Linked DNA regions of Gossypium arboreum: region 1 is linked to region 2. The links are chromatin contacts, called in public Hi-C maps. All regions are on one chromosome and are shown on one strand. Each heading gives the region's core, a stretch centred on a gene start, on an enhancer-like site or on the middle of the called end of the contact. The rest is flanking DNA. Distances are from core to core; before and after follow the strand shown. Region 1 holds the start of LOC108486202. Region 2 holds the start of LOC108486783 (monogalactosyldiacylglycerol synthase, chloroplastic-like).

The links. Hi-C and Micro-C count contacts between places; a contact is called where the count stands out from the background.
Region 1: a Hi-C map of leaf shows a contact between it and region 2, with 2.4 times the contacts expected there. The contact joins the promoter of LOC108486202 here to the promoter of LOC108486783 in region 2. A contact is called at or near these places in 2 of 5 Hi-C or Micro-C datasets (both in leaf).

What each region holds. Positions count from the first base shown.
Region 1 is chr6:94,908,482-94,915,262 of ASM2569848v2, forward strand. LOC108486202 reads right to left here and starts at 3,405. Exons shown (of 20, transcript XM_017790102.2): 1 at 1,926-3,405; 2 at 1,473-1,676; 3 at 433-537; 4 at 281-346; 5 at 37-201. The coding sequence starts at 3,137.
Region 2 is chr6:94,593,577-94,599,817 of ASM2569848v2, forward strand. It overlaps LOC108486783 (monogalactosyldiacylglycerol synthase, chloroplastic-like), which reads right to left and starts at 2,695. Exons shown (of 8, transcript XM_017791008.2): 1 at 1,978-2,695; 2 at 1,570-1,742; 3 at 358-519; 4 at 136-277. The coding sequence starts at 2,493.

The DNA.
Region 1 (6,781 bases), core at 2,155-4,654, 320 kb after region 2:
TGAAACCAGACAAGGTATTTCTATACGCATACCCACCTGCTTAGCATCATCTCTGAATTTCTCTTTTCCAACAGCCATTCCAACAAGACTAATACACTCCAGGGATTTGGCACGTAGCATACGATTAGATTTGTCAGTAGCATTTACCAAGATTGCTTTCAGGTAAGGCATAACTGCATCATAGTATTTTTGGAAATGCTCCTGCAACCCCCAATATCACTGGCCTGAATCACCCATATAAAAGATATAAACTAATGATTTATTTTGGGTAAAATTATACCTGAGATGAGTCGGCAACTGATGCCAAAGCAGTCAAGGCACCTTCTTGCACCATTTGTTTCCCATTCTGCATGATATATTTTATATTAGACAAAAAACAATAATCTAAAATAAAGTGAATTGATGGATTAGCATTTAACTCACTTGTCATACCTGTAAAAGTACAAGCAATTTGCTGACTATTCCATCCAAGTAAGGTGTTAAAATTTCTGGAGTGCAGTTCTCACTAAAGTTGAGTACAGCTGACGCAGCATGGGCCTGTTCAGACAAATTACATGACAAAAGAGTTATTCATATTATACAGTAAAATGTTGAGGTAAAAAAAAAGGGACATACAATAAAAATATTAAACTTTTACACAAAGAGAATAAGCTTCGTTCAACTACATGTAAGTAGGCATATTCTATCCATCTATAAACTGGGACAGTGGAACTATCAATAAATCCACATCTACGTGAAGACTTGAAGATGGTTTTTTCTCCATTATCCACAAAATATTCAGGAGATTACACCTTCACAACCAGTTATGAGGCTCTTACAGTAAAGAAGCTAGCAACACTTAACATCCAAGTTCTGTTTCATCTTTCAAGAATAGGTAGACATAGAATTGTATAACGAAATTTAAAAAACTATTCCCATTATTTAAGAAATCAGTGAGTGTTAGAAAATTTAGATAACAACCACCAGTGAACTCTGATGAGTGATAAAATAATTCGATAGTAACCAGTTGAAATGTTCCAAACTGGAAAAAACATGTTAATTCTTATTATATAATATGAAATTTGTCAACTACAAAGATACCGATATAACCAAATAAGAACATATACACTCGGATATATTTTACCTAAAGCAAGCCACACAACCAGAACAACACCAGGCATATCCACAGACAACTTAAGAATCAGGTCATTATTGGAAAGGAATTGAATGTTGTTGGGTTCAGGGGAGAGAAGGGAGTGCTGATTATACCACAAAAACAGAGATAAAGATAGGATGAATAAAATACTCTATCTAAAGTGCAATGCATATTAGTGAATTATGTCACCAGCCTACAGCGAATTTCAGCTTGTTTCTCTCTACTTAAAGATTGAAGATTACATAAGCATCCACATCACAAAGTAAAAAAAATATTTACATACTTTCAAAATTATAATCTAGAATCATGAAAGCAAAATTATATATCTCGGACTAACCTGTACTCGTGGATTCTGAAAATCATCCATAGCGCCAGCTAATGCAGGCAATACTCTTTGGTGATATTGGTTTTGCAAATCGGGTCCTAAGTCGGTAGACAATTGCCCAATTGCATTAATAGCTGCCCACCTTACACGAGGATGAGAATCATGAAATGAGTTCAAAACCATGGAAACCACTTGTTCCAGATTTTTAATCATAACCTGCAAGTACAGCAACAAATAAATTTAAAAAAAGAAAAAGAAAATAAACATCTTCCTAATTTTTTACTCAACCATGAAACATAAGGCATTTTTTCCTTTCAAAGATGAATTAGCTATGCCATTAGGCTATAAAAAAATATGTTTGAATCCACATGCACTAGACAGAATTCCACCCCATTGTTAGTAAACTTACAACACCATAAACCAAACTGAATAACCACATTAACAAACGATGATTAATAAGTGTACCTTGGCACACCCCTCAGCAATCTGCGCAAGGGCAATTAGTGCAGCATGATGCTTTTGCCACTCAGAAGCAGCCAAATAAGCAGGCAACTGCTCAGATGCAACAGGAACAATTGTGTTCCCACCTAAGGAAATTGCCAAACGATCCAAACACTCCTGTCCGACACTGTAATTGCTGGTCTCTCCAGCATCCTCATCCTCAGATTCTGCTGTGTGCCATGCTGCATCATCCTCAATATCTAACAGCATTCTCATCAATATTGCAAATAACCTACTAATAAATTGCGGCAACTTCCGCATCATTCCAGGAGCACGCTCCCTTGCTTCCGCCAAAGTCACCACAAATTCAATCGCCAAATGACGTGTCCCTTCCTCAAGAGATTCTGCCTCTGCAATCTGCAGCATCGAACCCACTACATCAACAAGCTGCCTCCTAAGAAACCGTGGCTCGGTACCTGCCAACTCGATCAACAACTCAAGTGCCTCCTGAGCAGTGGCCTCATTCCCGTTATTTAAAGCCTCTGTCAAGGTCCTCATCATTGCTGGCAAAAGATCCTGAAACCTATCCCGATCGGATGAGCTGGTCAAACACTGAATAAAGTTGATGACCGCATTCAACGCAGCAATTTTGACATCGGCATTAGAACTTTCACTCAGGCACCTCAAGAACACAGTGTGTAGATCCTTTATAAAAGGAGTCAACACATCCCCAATATATTGACTCAGCTGCGCAAATATCAAAAAAGCAGACTCCTGTAATTTAGGGGAATCCGAAGAGACACACTGAAACATAAACGGCAAGAGCTCTGGCCACCCATTCTCCGGCAAAATACTGGAAGCAAGCTCCGCAACAGTATCGCACAGCTTTTTAGATAAATTTTTGGTGGTTTCCACTTGGATTTGAGACAGAAGCACGGATTTGAGGGAAGACTGTGTAGAAATGTTGAGGCGAGGCCAGATATAAGAGTCGTCACGCGTCAACAACTTACGGAGGAGAATAGCTGCCATGGCGCGAGTCTCGGGCTGAGTGCAGACTTGGAGAAGGTGGGCGAGGCGAAGGCAGAGGGCGTCAGGGTCCGATTGCTTGCATAGATTAAACAAGGCCTCAGCGTGAGAACGTTGTTCGTTTGATGATGACATCAAGTGGGAGACTAGGGTTTCAAATGGAATCGGGTCAGGTCCTAGGATGAGGGCGAGCTGCGATTGCTGGTCCATGGCGGCGAAGGAGAAGGAGGAGGAAACGGAGACGGAGAAAATGATGGAATTGATTCCTTTGTCACCTCTTTGTTAATGCTTTTGCTCTGTGTTTTGTTGGGCGTCTTCTTGAGTGGGAGTGTGGGGGAAAATAAGGGATTTTAAGAGAGAGAAAACCAGGGCTGACAAGAAAAAAAAGGGGGCTGGATTAGCTGTAATTTTACGTGTCATGATTATTAATGTGAGTACCCACTTCCTTTCTTCTTTTCTTTTTTCATTTTTGGAGGGAAAAATAAAATACTTACTCCTACAATCCTACTAAACCACTAACGGGATGTCTGCTGTGAGCTTTGGAAAAAAAAAACTTAGGACGGATTTTACCCATTCAACAAGGTACAAGTTAAAATTGATATATTTTCATATTTTTTTGGTATTCTCTAGTAATAATTGGTATAGCTTTATAATTTTTGTAATTCTTCAAAAATTTCGATAATTTCTCATCGGTTTTAATATTTCCTCGTCATTGGCATTTAATAGAATTTTTTAATACGTTCTAATAATTTTCGAAATTAAGATTTGATACGAGAAATAATTTTGATATAAAAACATATATTATTTTTAAATATTAAGAACTTTTAAGGGGAAATTGTAACTGTAAATTATGATAAGTTTTAAATCATTATAGATTGGTGTGATGGTCAAATAATTTGCGCATCCGTTTTGAATTTGTTTTCGGTTAATAATGATTATAAAACATGAACTTGTAATGATGGTTGATATGAACAATCATTTGAAAATGAAATATTTTGTATGCATATGAAATATGATAACTGACAGCATGTGAAAGATTATACAAACCGATTATACAAGCCTTAAAGACTTGTCTAAAAACGAAACAAAACAAATGATTCGAGAAGGAAATGTGAAAATGAATTGACTTGGTGAAATGCATTGGCATATAATTGAATTATTGCAATGATAGGAAACTTGGTATTCTATGCTAATATGAATTTATCAATTAGCATAAGGTATGCATTTTGGATAGATGTGACATGAATTGAAAATTGTTATTGTTGAAAACTAATTCATGATTTTAGTGTAGGTCTAACATGCTATGTTGATTTGAAACATAAAAGTACCACTGAGCTTTATCGCTTAACGTACGGTTTGTTTATTCTATGCATAGGTACTAATAGATCTCAAAGACTCGAGGAGTGATCCAGCATTCAAACCGCAACTCTCATCTTAGCAAAGTTTGTATAGTTTCTTTATGCTTCAATATGTGGCATGTACCCAAAATTGAGTCGGTTTTAAGTAGTAAATTGTTGATTTGGTGTTTTAGATATCATGGTTAGTTTGATATATGATACATGAGTTGTATATTATATATATATATGTATGTAAGTAGCATAAGGTTTAAAATAATGTAAATATGTTAATGTTCATATTATAGAGTTGTTGTGATTTTATGTTCAAGGAAGTTATGAAAGCAGTAGGTGATGTCACGATGAAAAATCAACAGAGAGTGACATCACAACTATGGACCTTCGATGTCATGACATCAACTCGATAGTTTTAAAATTGTTGCATTTTAGTGTTAGAGTATGCCCAAAGACCAATCATGAGATGATTGTAATCACATACTCATTTTACCTTGTTTTCTAATATAATGCATTGCCATTGTTATTTCAGTTTCTTTTTATGTATGCACGAATAAAGTATTTAATAATAAAGTCCTAAGAATAATATGATTATTCTTAAAAGGTCCTTAGTCAAGTATTATAGTGGGCTTGAACAATGATAATGCATTGAGACTAATGTGTAGTTGATTAATGATGAAGTGTTGTCATTGACATAGGGATGTCAAAACTGATACGCGAGTATGTGTTAGAGAACAACATACTGGACTGACCTGCTATGAGTATGGTTATTGGATTATTATGTAATAGTCACAACATTACTCATAGTGATAATTATGTATATGATCCTTAGACTTGAGATCATCATTGTCCCAACATAGTGAGTTGTATATTTTGACACAGTCAAACGTCTACCATAACAGGTTATACTATAAAGACTGATGTTGGGTATGTCACAATCTATGTAGAGGAATATGGTTGATCAAGATAGGATTTGTCCTTCTTACATAATACGAGTAATATCTTAGGCCTCTTGATGGAGTGAGATTAAAAATGCATGGCCATGCTCGAATCAGTTGATATAAGATATCACACTTATTTTTTTATAGTAGTCTACTCAGAATATCAAGAAAGATGATATTGGACTATACAAGTGTGACAATTTCATGACTTGTGTCCAATCTAGATGTTAAGGATAAAAGCATATAATACATGAAAAGATTATCACAAAAAGGTAATGTCGAATCACGACTTCTTGCAACTTGGTTATCAATGATGCATTACTAGATGCCACTCATTGTTTATAATATTAGAGACATTATAATATTATTATTAACTTTACAAGAACCTACAAGGTCACACCCTATAGTTGAAGCAAACTGAATCCAAATACATTTGGTATTGTATTTAGTTGTCACATGAATTAAATTAATTATTGAATTAATTTAATTCGATAGTTAAATATTTAGCACATTATATGTACAAACTTATTGTACACAAATAGAGAACATAGAAAAAATTAATATATGAATTTGATTCAAACAAAATATTAATTATATATAGTTTATCAAAATTATTAATATAAATAGTTATAATAATTAATTTGGTCAAAATATAGAAGGACATGAAAGTTGATATTCTTTAGGAAATAATATAATTTGTTTTTCTAACTTTCTATTTGTTTCTCTAATAATAAGGAATAATCTCGTTTTATTTACGATATGTGATATCAAAGAAAATAAAAGATATCAAAAAAATAAAAGGAATATAATCCATTAGTGTGTTAAGGTTATCAAGAAAAACAATATCTAAAGGTCTAACAGCCGTTTTTGATTTTTCTCTCTAAAAAAGTTTAAGAGAATTTTGTTGTTCATACTTTGACTGGGTGAATTACGTAGAGGTCGAAACGTTATTGTTGCAGCTTGGGATCGGCATCGTTCAAAGGAATCATATCAACAACGTTGTTCGTCGCTTTTCCAGTTTAGAAAAAGGCATATTTTCGACCCTTGTTTCAACCTGATTCATTCCTCGTACATGGATCCATGGTTGATGATCACCAGAATAATTTTCCTCCTATGCCACGGGGTGTACCGCGATCCAACATTTAGTCCTTAACCAATCTCAATTTATCGAAAGAGCTTTCGTAAGCTCATTTAAATCCTAGATTCAATTATATAATGCATTATAATTGTGTATTGAACTTAATAGCATGTATAAACTGTTGAACTGAAATTGAAATTGAGATCGTAGTTGCTCCGGTAACGAATGTGGCATCCCGTAACTTGGATCCGACAACCGGGTCGGGTATGGGTGTCACATGTTCAATTGACTTGTGACACCATGTAACACCCTAAACACGATCTAATCGTCAAGTCTGAGCTGTAGTGTGTCACATTCCTTGTCGAGGCAACTACCATTAATTTAGATACAAATACACATCACATTTCATATAACTTACTTATGAACATATGATAACACTATTAACTAAATTCACAAGTACTAACTTGTTACTGAAATTCATGTAAA
Region 2 (6,241 bases), core at 1,445-3,944:
AAAGAGATAATAAACTCAAAAGTAATTGCAAGTGGTCTGGACCTGCAAAGTGAAAAGCTCAGAACAATAGTTTTCACTAAAAATTAAATTTGGCATAGAGAAAATAAAAGTTCACTAGGTTGAAAGGTAACTGACCTTTGGCCGAACAGGCTTCACAAAAGAAGGTCGCACTGGAAGGCCATAAACCTTAATTTGGGATTGTTTAAGACCAGCTTTCATTGCCCTTTTTGCTACTTCTGCTGTTGGGCAATAGCATCTAGTTACAAGCTTATGAAACCTAAAAAAGAATGCACATGTCCAAAATTACACCAAGAATAAGTGAGTTTGAAAGGCATTAAACCGAGATGAAGAACTAACCATGTAGGATGGCAAGTGCTTAGGTCAGTGACCACCGTGGTAAAAACTATCTTCTCTAGCAGACCCTTTGCCCTCAGAATTCGAAGTGGAACATGTTGCATCAGCGGATGTACACTGATAATAATGTCTGGCTGGTATTTCATCAACCCTTTGGCAACCTCTCTAGTAATAGGAACATAAAATAACAGAATCGGATAAATATAAGACACAAGCATGCATGTATTGTAATTTGTTGCAAGGATAAAAGTTTACAAGAATGACAAAACAAATCATATGATACTGATTTGTTGCAAGAATGACATACTTGATTTGGTTTCATTTGCATAGCATCTTACATTAGATCAACAGGGAGGAAACAGTCATCAATAGAAACTTGTTGGATGGTGACGACGTACAAACCACAGCATAGTTAATTGTTATACCAGCTTGGGAAACATGCCACAGTCCAATAGAACTGAGGCTATAGCCCAAAAAAGGCAGAAGGCATGCAAAACCAAAACCTCCTACATCACCAGCTAACAGCTAAGGAGCATACCACCTAGCACAACATGTAGCTTTCAAGGACTGACAGCCTTGCTAGGAAGGACCCTGATACAGCTCAGGCTGCAGGGCCAACAAAAATGGCCACTGGACGTAGCTGCCAAGCCAAGCCAAGACAAAAGAATAACCAACCACCATGCAACAGGCAGCCCCAAGGCTAGGTATAAATACCCAAGTACCAACTCTCTCTCTCTTACTTCTTCTCTGCTAGCTTGCTTTACCCATTACACTATCTCCTTTTCTAACTTAAGCATCAAAGAGCATTCTGGAGCACTGATGCCCCAAGGCTAGGTATAAATATCCAAGTACCAACTCTCTCTCACACTTCTTCTCTGCTAGCTTAAGCTCTTTTTTTATCCATTACACAATCTCCTTTGCTAACTTAAGCATCAGATAGCACTCTGGAGCATTGATGCCCCCAAGGCTAGGTATAAATACCCGAGTAACTCTCTCTCACGATCTAGACTCTCTCATACTTCTTCTCTGCTAGCTTAAGCTCTTGCTTTACCTGTTACAAAATCTCCTTTCCTGACTTAAACATCATAGAGCGCTCCGGAGCATTGACACCACCCCAGCTCACGTGTACTTTGCTATAAGCTTTAGCAACAAAAGTCCACCACCAAGACGACTCCAACATAAATAATATAGGAAAACAATCTAAAGACATCTCACCTTGCTATGAACGTCGAAGTTGCAGCAAAATTTGATTGATGAATTACCCGAGGAGCGGTTCCATAATAAGTCATTCTCCACAATGATCCATGTTTGACTAAGAAGTTATAGCTCTTTGGCAATTGATTAAATGGCCAGGGTGTATGATCCGACCACAAATCAGTAACAAACACCTGCAATAGAACACCAATCTTGACATACAGAACAAAAGTACACTAAAAACGTATGCACCCATTATCTACTAATTCTTCAATCAATTTGCCAAGAAACTGCAGAAACATAAAGATAAATAAAACTGAAATATGCCTATATTGATACCAAAAACAATGAAATGAAATGAATTTTCTCAATTTCTACTTTTGCCCAATGCCCACATTTTCTTTGCAACCAAACAAAAAGGAAACTGACCTGATAATCGTCTCCAAATTCCTCCATAAAAGCAGCCTTAATAGCTTCAGCGGAAGCTCTATGACCCCCACCAGTATCACTCATCAAAATCAAAACTTTTTTGGGGGCCTCAGCTTCGACTCCATTTAAAGGCAAACCTTCAACCTCCAAAACACCGCCACCGTCATCCCTCACTCCATTCCTATCCTCGGAACCGACCCGAACCGAAGCAAACCCGATCGGGATTCTTTCACAATGAAACTTAATCGCTCTATTGAACTCGTTCATGATCCTCCCAACGCTCGAAGAAACGCCGTTTCGAGCACCCAAACTGAGCGAAGCAACAGCTATAACTCTACGCCTTTTATGAGCAATCGAGCCTCTGAACCCCGAGAAATACACGTAATTTGGCTTGAATGAAGAAAACCCATCAGAATTCGAGCTGTAAAAGCTCTTGTTGAAAGCTAAGTGACCCGTTTGCGTAACGAGATCAATGGCAGAGCCAGATTCTTGGGTAATCTTTGAAGGGTTTTGCATTTTGGGAAGTTTTTTTTGGCTAGTTGCAGAGTTATGATGATGATGAGAAAAAAACTGAAAAAATTTTAAACCATGATAGTTTTTGTTTCGAATAACAGCCAAAGTTCATTTATTTATATGGAAAAACCAAAGATATAGATAAATAAAATAAATATACGAGTGAAATGGTGAAAAAAAGTAGGTGACAGTGATGGAATCTAATGGTGATTTTGTAACCGCAGAAACTGAGATAGGGAATGCCTTTGTACTTAGTGCTTTGATAGTAACCGGACCCACTTTTCCTAGGTTGCCCAACTGTGCTCTCGTTTTGGCTTGTGGTTAAATTTTAGGGTTAATATATTATTTCACACTTACAATTTTCTTTTCTCCTAATTCCGCTTTAATATTCAATTTATTATTTAAGTTTTGTGTTTCAATTAAGTACTTATATTTTTTTATTAGAGCCCAAGTATCGAATATTTATTGGGGCATATTATGCCATTTGGTTAGGTACCAAATTATACATTAGAGCCAAACTAATGTACCATATAAATTTAGGTACTAAATTGAATATTGAAGGCAAACTCAAGCATAAGATGACGTGGTGTCATCCACGTGTATACAATATCTGCAAAGTTTTTTAAAAAAAATTAACTTTTCTATTCATTTTAGGGCAATTTAACTAAAAGTACAAATTTAAAGATGAAAAGTACAAGTTTAAAGACGAAAAGAGGTAAAAAAAAAATTAAATAGAAAACTAAAATGTATTTTTTATAAAATTAGAGGATAAAATAAGTTATTATGCCTTGAACATTTAATTACGATTATTTTGAACATGTATCCCAACTCGTTATCAATATTTATAGTTTCACCCCTAATTTGAGTTTAATATTGAAAAGTATAATGAGATTATGTAAATTAAATTAAATCTAAGAAATTGGGATTTGGTTTGTACACAAGTAGCGTTTCGTGTTTGGTCCTCGCCGCACTCAATGTACAGAAGCCATATAAGTCCACGTCAGAACCGACCATTTAAATTGATTAAATTCTTTTAGATTAAAATGTAAATTAGGGTATGTGCTTTTAATAAATTATTTTTCTCTTTTAAAAAGAAGGATTATCCAATGTTAAATATGATGTCAATGATATTTTAATGTTAAACTTAAAGTGATGTATAATTTTACTTAAGTTTAAAAAAATATTTTTATATATTTGAAATTTATTTATTTTTATTTTAAGAAACATAGTTTTTTTTCTATATTTAAGGATACAACCCTAATTGTTAAATCATTAAAAATTTTTATTGAATTCAAGTTGATTACAATGTTGTTTTTATTATATGATTATCAAATGAGTATTCTTTTATTTCAAAATATCACACCAATAAATTTAATAAAAGATTTTTAATAGTATTAACAATTAAACTTACATACCAATTGAGTTTTATTTCGGTTAGTATCGATATTATTACTAATAAATGAGGATGTGAGTACAAACGTCTTGAAGTGTGTTTTTATACTCTTTAAAGGTTAGGAGAAGTTATGAATATTATATAAAATAATAATTGAAACTACATTTTAAAATTTAAAAATAAAAAAATTAATTTTATAAAAATATAAATATAAATACTAAACTTCAAATATATAAAAATCCATAAACTTAAGTCAAATGAGCCCTAAATGCCTAGACATATAGTAGACGGGGCCTACTATAAAATTTAACCCTGTACGACATTGCATATGACACATTGACATTATCTTCCCCACTTCGATGATTGATAGGCTACCTGAATTTTTTACATGTGCTTCTTTTAAGGTTATTTTCATTGTTTTTACATCGGATTAGAATGGTAAAAATTAAAAATTGGGCCAAAGAATTAAAATTTTATTAATTTATTAATTATTATTAGAATAATAATTGAATCAATATTGATGATATCATCAGTTTTATTATCAATCCAGTTTTTAAAACATTGGTTATTTAGGTTAGTTTTATTGGATGAATTTATCCATTTATACTAAATTATCACACATTTACCATGTAAGTAAAATTATATACCAAATTAACTTTTAGGTAAAATGGTAAATTTGAAGGTTTAAAATTATAATATTTAAGTTCAAATACCATTAGTTATTAGAATAAATTTAGACAAATTTATAAACATGGTAACATCCAAATAATACAAATCTAAATAAATACAAACAAAATCAAATCATTACAAGCACAAACATATTAATAATGAAAATACATATTTGAAACTTAAAATTCGAAAATAACCCACATATGATAGAACTTGAACCTAAATAAGCCAAAGGTTCTATGTTCAATTCCTCACATTCTCATGTTTTTTTTATTTAATTTTCGGATTATAAAACTTTGATCAAAGCTTTCATAACCGTCCACTCCTAGTTACCATGCAAACAAAGGGTTCTTTCCTCCTTAACTAGTCAACTTACCATCTTCCCCCCCCCCCCTTTTTCACTTCATGGGTTCCCCTCTTTCCTTTTCTTCTCCTTATTTTTCTCACTTGCCTTTACACTAATGTATGCCACTTCTAGCACATGAAACCATCCACATTCATGTTTTTCTTTTTTTTTCTTTCATCTTTTCCATTCCCCTTTCTACTCTCTTCGTCTCTTTCTCTTTCCAAAAATTAGAGTTGTAACACCCCTAATCCATCTTCTCATCGAATTAAGGTTATGGAGTATTATCGAGCAACCAAAAACATTTAAACATTATAACATTCAATAATTTAAATATATTATAAATCATTCATTATCCTACATTTTTTTCCCTAAATCAAGCCTTCAAGGCCCTAAAAATAGCTTAGAAGAAATTCAGGAATAATTTGAAACAATTTGAAAAGTTTAGGAAAAAGTTGCAAAAATTGGAAACAGGAGTCACACGACCATGTAACTTTTGAACAAGGGGCACACAACCGTGTCCCTGCCCGTGTCCTCACCTGTGTAATTCACTAAGGAGGGTCACACGGCCATGTCACATGCTCTTGTACCAAGCCGTGTAACTCTCTAAGTTACCCAACACGCCCGTGTGCTAAGCCATGTAACTCACTAACTTGAACCCTAAGAAATCGTCAAATGACACATGGCTGTGTTGCCAAACCATGTACCTCACACAGTTGTGTCACACACCCGTGTCCCAAGTCGTGTGAACCCAAAATTTACCTAAAATCAAACCATTTCAAAACCATTTCATGCATAATTTCTCATACCACTTAAGCACACATTCAAGGGGTTCAAACACCATTCAAACTTGTATAAACATACCATTTCAAGCATCCTAAATCACTTAACCAATATGCCATTCAAAAGCACCACAATTTGCATCCAAACATCTCTTACCTAAACATGTCTATATGCTACATTTCATGCATACAAACTTAGTCCATATAAGTACTAAATCATACTACATACAACCATTTTCAAACCATTCAAAAAATACCATAAGAGCCTTATTTACAAGCTTTAACAAGTGACAAAAAATGACAATCTTTGGTAAACACTTAAATGCACCAACCAAACATAATCTTCAAAACATAAACATATCAAAGCACCATTACACAACATCATATACATGCCATTGGTTTATAATACTAAAAAACTACCGAATTGACTTCTGGATAGTATGATAGATCTCTGACAAATTTCTAAATTGATCGAGCTTCTGATAATCTATAAAATAAAGGAAAGAAACTACGTAAGCAACGAGTGCTTAGTAAGCTCGTATAAACCTTAAACATAACTTACCA